Regions from separate parts of the Rattus norvegicus genome. Here region 2 is linked to region 1. The links are chromatin contacts, called in public Hi-C maps. All regions are on one chromosome and are shown on one strand. The core of a region is the stretch at or near the end of the contact, and the rest is flanking DNA. Distances in the headings are between cores, read along the strand shown.

Region 1 (2,994 bases), core at 257-2,756:
TATAAGCTGAGAAGATTATACATCTAACGAACACACTGAAACATATATGAAAATCTGCGATTCTTCAGGGAGTGTCGATATAGCTGTTCTGGACCCTAGGCTGGGCACCTACCAGTCCGCCTTCTTCAAGGAGTCCACCACTGCACCTCGGCCCAGGAGGTAGCGCACGCAGTCCCGGTGGCCCATTGAGGCAGCTTCGTGCAGAGGCCGCTTGTAGTCTCGGTTGGCGGCCTCGATGTCCATACTCCAAGCCTCCACTAGGTACGCTAGGATGTCCTGGCGCCCGTGGCGTGATGCGAAGTGGAGAAGGGTGTCCCCAGCTGGCCCTTGGCTGCCTCGGAACATCTCTGGATCCCAGCAACCTCCAGCTACCTCCAGCTCTTCCCGCAGGGCGCGCAGCTGGCCCTCCTGCACCAGCCTGCAGAGACGCCTCGGATCCCCAGGCGGAGCCATCGCCCTGGACCAGGGTGGACAAAAGTAAGAGGAAGACCCACGTCCAGTCTTCCTAGATGCAGACCCGTGCTATGATAGGTTGGGAGAAGCTTAGAGAAGGTTGGCACTTGCGCTTCCGCTTCCTGCACGTGACGGTTTCCCTAGACTCTCCGCCCCGCCCCCCAGCCGGATCTGTCCGCCAGCTTCTTTTTTTATGCCTCTTGCCCAGGTTTGGAAGTCACAATTTCCAATGTAGAATGGTGTCTCCTCTGGCGACAACATGCACACTCGTAGGTCACTCTGGTTACCGCGCTCCAAACATGCCGACTAGCCAGGGTGGGGCCTCAGGCAGCTTGGGGTAAAGAGGTGCACCTGACATCCTGGAGCTGTCCCTTGTACCCGAGTGATCTAGGGATGGAAGACCTATCAGAATGTAGTGTGTCGGTGTACCGCGATGCCCTGAAATGGGGCAGAAGGGCTTTGCAGCCTGACATCGCACCCCAGATGTGGTCTGCTCTCCACCATACAGCCTATGAGGATGTTTGCTGGCCTGCTCTGGTGGTAGCTGCACAGGCAGCCGAGCTGCAGTGTGGCCAGCTCTCCGCAGCCGGGCGCACCCTGCCCACCACTCTGGAGCATAGCTGGCCCACGTCTGCTGCAAGGATGTCTGCAGGGCTGCACAGCCGCATCCTTCGGCTGACCCAGCTCCCAACAGCAAGGGTTTCTGGGGCCTCTCAGAGCCGGGCCGTGTCCTTGTGCTCCGCCCGATCCTCACTCAATCCACAGCCGACCCCAGCCCCCTCCCCACCCGCTGCTGCCTCCTCAGCCCCCGCGGGAACCCAGGGAGCTCGAAGGAACTCTGGGAAAGTTTTCTTCGCCTCCTCCGCGGTAGCGGAAGCACAGACGGGGCGTGGCTCAAAAAACGGAGCCACGCCCCTTCCCGCTTCGCGTGCGGATTGGCATTAGAGTCTGTCTCTCCGCGCGACCCTTCCAGTTCGGAGTCCCCATTGGTTCACGCGTCCGTCCGTCGTCTCCGGTTGGAGGTTGAGTCTTGGCAGTGAAGAGGCGGAGCTCGCGGAGGAAGTCTGCAGTCGTCTCTGCTCGCTGCCTGGGCCGAAGGAGGGGCTTGCTGGTCGGGGAAAGGCTGGATGTCCAGCGGCATCGGCCGGGTGGTGTCGGCGGCGGGGACCAGGGCCGGGCCGCCATAGTGCGTGAGACCGTGGATTTGGCGTGGGTTGCGAGCCGGGCAAACTTCATATTGTGGGGGCCCCGCGCAGGGGTCTTGGCCTCGGGGGGTGGGGCCCTGGCTGAGGGTGGGTGTAGGAGCTGGCCGCGCCCGCGGTGGTCAGGAGTGGGCCTGCAGGAGGAGGCCGGAAGCTCTCTGCAGACCGGCATCCCTTCGCCGCTCCCTGAGGCTCCGGAAGGGGCAGCACCTGAGAAGATATAGCCTCAGCTGCTGGTAAACCTGGCTTGTCTCCACTGTAATGTTTTTGACCTTGGGCGAGTCATTGTATGCTGCTCCTGACGTTTGTGTTTGCCTTGGTAGTCTCCCGCCCCCTCACCTGAACAGGTGATGGTGATTTAGGGGACGCGAGAAAGCCTGGGGGCGGCTTTTGGAGGGCTCTTTGAGATCCAAGCAACCTTTATTGGCTTCCTTTCGAAGAACTAGGCATTTAACCTGACGGTGTTTCTGTTTGGGGAGTAAAATGGAAGTCGCCACTGCCAGGCTGAAAACAATTTCTTTGCATTTGGCACTGTATTGTGGTTCACTGAGCGCCTGACATTGTCTATTCCATAAACGATCTATAGGTAGCATTCAGGTTTTAGAGGCGAGGACATTGAGGCCTAATGAAGTTAGTGATTTTTTTTTTTTAAACCAGGTATTGGAAAGTTGAGGCGTCTGATAGTTTCAAACTTTTTGCTACTTTGTATGGTTTATGTCTCAACGTTCGAGAGACTGAAGCAAGAGGGTCTTGAGTTCGAGGCTAGTCTGGGCTACCTACTTCTCCCTTAGAAATGATTTCACGTTTTCTTACTTTATATCTCTTAAGTTTCCCGTCCTTTAAACAAAACTGAGAATCCTGGTTCACAAGAGGATGAAGTTGGTTATTTAATTAGTATTCCAAATAAGATTCTGCCTCTCCTCTGCTTTATGAATTTACTTTGGTCTGTGTTTCCCTTTGAGAAACTATATATTTTCTGTGAATCTACCCTATAGCCCTAATGATTTTTCTGGAGAGGGATGGATATTTATGTTTTAAATTTATGAATAGGGCTATTGCTTCTCTCACTATTTCTTCAGTGAAGGTCCTCGGAGTTTGAGGCCTTTACTGCCTCAATTGCCTTGTAACTGTCATTGGGATTGGGATTTTTCAATCTGACTTTTGTTGTGTTTCGTGGATCTTTGGTACTTGGGTGTCGCTGTTGAGGGATCAGTCCTTAACTGTTTTCTTGATTTGTGAATACATAAAACTATTTGAATTCTATTTTTTTAATCCTTTTTAAAGATTAATCTTTTTATTTGCTTACTTATTTACTTATTATCTGTAAGTACACTGTAGC
Region 2 (2,700 bases), core at 87-2,586, 190 kb after region 1:
TTATAAATCAGATTATAATGTTGGCGTGTTCACTCGTGCCAGGATTCACCTAATCCTCCACAGTTTCTGTGATGGCTGTTCCAGGTTGTCAACTTGACTACATCTGGAATGAACCACAACCCAGAAATGGAGGACACACCTGTGATCTGGATCTTGAGACTGGAAGACACAGGCTTCTGACTTGGATCTTGGCATGGAGATCATGAGACAGTGTCTATGAAAAGCTTAGGCCCAGGCAAGATAGTACATGCCTTTAATCCCAGGAGACTGAGGCAAGCAGTCCTGAGTTCAAGGCCAGTCTGGGACAAAGCAAGTTTTAGATCCAGGTGTAGAGCTTGAGGACATAAGACAATGGAAGAAGGAAGACTCAGTCTTCTTCTTCTTTGCCTGCTTGCACTTACTTGCCAGTACCTCTGTTGGGACCTCCTTCTTCAGATTGCAGCTTATAGAGAAGAGCGGCTTAAACGACCTACCTTGTGGGACTGAGCAACTACTAGACTCTTGGATTTCCCATTCACAGCTGCCCGTTGTTTGGTTAGTTGACTACAGACTGTCTGTCATTGCAATAAATTCATTTAATACATAGAGATATTCCATAAACTCTCTGATTATTGAAAACCCTGACTAATACAGTTTTATTAGCTTGATCTTTCTTCCTTTCTTTCTTTCTTTCTTTCTTTCTTTCTTTCTTTCTTTCTTTTCTTCTTCTCCTTCTCCTTCTCCTTCTCCTCCTTCTCCTTCTTTTTCTTTGTGGTTGTTGTTATTTTTCAAAATAGGGTTTCTGTGTAGTCCTGGCTGCTCTGGAACTCACTGTGTAGACACCAGCCTGTCTTCGAACTTAGAGACCAGTCTGTCTGCCTCTGCCTCCCGAGTGCGAGACTAAAGGCGTAGGTCACGACCACCCAGTTATAGGTTGAAATAAAATTTACCCATGGGAAAAAAACACGTTTACACAGAGCCCTGGTTTTTCTATAGTGTTTACATTCTTTCTCTGAAGACCCAGCTTCAATGCTATTCTGCAATATCTCGCCTTCAGAGTTGTATTTCCACCGTTTAGTATATAAAAGAGTGGTTGAGAATGAATAACTAGAGCTTAGGAAGGGATTCTCTTGGCTCCTGAACTCAAGGTCTGAAGGCACATGAATCTCGAAACCTTGTGCCAACGGCGCCATCTCTTGGCCGGCAGAGACGGGATGCAGTGTAGTCCTCCGGTCAGCAGGGTGCAGTGCGACCTGGGCAGTGCAGCTTTGCTTCCGCGAGTCGCACGCAGGCGCAGACGTGTACTCCCGGCAGCCCCCGCTCTCCTACCCCGCGCGGTGCATCACTTTGCGGACTCGGTGGAGGCTCGGTGCTGCGGCGGGCTCCGGCGGTGGGCGGGCTTCCGCGCAGGGCGGCCGGGCTCGGCGCTGCCGCCGCCGTGGCCCATGGGCACAGTCGTCTCGGAAGGCCGGGTGAGTGGCGCCGCGGCGGCCCTGGCAGGCGGTTCCGATCTGGAACGGAGACTCGGGTGAGCGCGCCTTCACGGATGCGCTGGACGCGAGGCCGCGGCTCTAGGCCGCGCCGTAAGGGGCGCGGGGATGCGGGCGCGGCACCCCGAGCTACCCGGGGGTTCCCAGCCCTCCACGGTAGGCTCCTTCAGCCTGCCATGCTCCCCTGGGCCGCCTAGATCTCCCCTCCACCTGTCGCGGTCCTCTTGACAGGAAGAACGTTCCTTTCTCCTCTTCATGGCCCATGTCCAGACCAAGGTGTTGAGTCGCTAGACCCCAGTAACCCAAGGTGCCTCGGGCCTCATGAACGGAGAGGCCAAAAACAAAAACAAACCCCCAAACTTGTTTCCTCCAGAGCACCTTAAGTGAGGGTAGAGGACGTTGTCTCACCTGGCTAGAGAGAGACAGTTGTAACCCCCGGCATGCTCAGGTCTGTGTTAAGGGAAGTTCATGTCCCTCCGCTAGCTTTTGAGCTTCTTCTACTTGGACCAGTTGCACTATGACTGCGTGCTTCAAGCTCAATGCTTCTCCAGGGGTTAGATCTCTTAAGAAGCGTGTTCGAAAACCCAGGGCTGGATTGATCCGAAGAACCAGAGTACAAGCTGGAAAGACCTGGAAGAGGAGCCGATGTTTATTCAGTTTAGAGGAGTTTTCTTACAAGGGCAGATCGGGAAAGGCTGCACCAATGAGGGAGTGGGGAAGCAACAGCCGAGGAGCGCTGTAGAGTATTCTGCAGTTTTAGACGGTGACAAGGGATGAAGAGGGGTTTAGAGGGGTGACCATCCATTGAGAAGTCAGGAAGGGAGGACCGTTGACATAAATTCTTATTGGTAAGGGTATATAAGGGTGGAAAGTATGGTTTTCTAGATGATTCCGCTTGTTCTCAGCATAGGTGAGGCCTGTCTCTCTGCAACAGGTGTCTTTTTTAGATCACGTGAGCACATTTATACTGGGATAAGCTGTAAGCATTTCGAGATAACAAAGTTTAGTAAATAAAGTAACCTAGCCCAGGGTAGCATATGCCTGGAACTCCAGTGCTTAGAAGGTGCAGGCAGATCAGGAGTTTTAGGACAAGTCACATGTGGAAAATACAGGAGTCATTTTTCTCCTACCGTATGGGTTCTCATTGACACCCCCCCCCATTTGTTATTACAAACCTCCCCTCCCCCCAACATGAATTTTTCACATATCCTTCCAACAGGGAACAGTTCAC

What was found. A called contact is a pair of places that touch in the nucleus more often than the background predicts.
Region 2: a contact with region 1 is called in a Hi-C map of liver, with 4 times the contacts expected there. The contact joins the promoter of Rbm17 here to the promoter of Fbh1 in region 1. A contact is called at or near these places in 5 of 12 Hi-C or Micro-C datasets (frontal cortex, liver, mammary epithelial cells and 1 more) and 1 of 1 datasets of contacts at active chromatin or transcription factors (oligodendrocytes).

The regions. Positions count from the first base shown.
Region 1 is chr17:71,657,872-71,660,865 of GRCr8, forward strand. Fbh1 (F-box DNA helicase 1) reads left to right here and starts at 1,507. Exons shown (of 21, transcript NM_001106119.1): 1 at 1,507-1,639. The coding sequence starts at 1,639. Ankrd16 (ankyrin repeat domain 16) reads right to left here and starts at 506. Exons shown (of 8, transcript NM_001033698.1): 1 at 113-506. The coding sequence starts at 453.
Region 2 is chr17:71,845,605-71,848,304 of GRCr8, forward strand. It overlaps Rbm17 (RNA binding motif protein 17), which reads left to right and starts at 1,337. Exons shown (of 12, transcript NM_001013058.1): 1 at 1,337-1,451. It also overlaps the pseudogene Psmc6-ps1.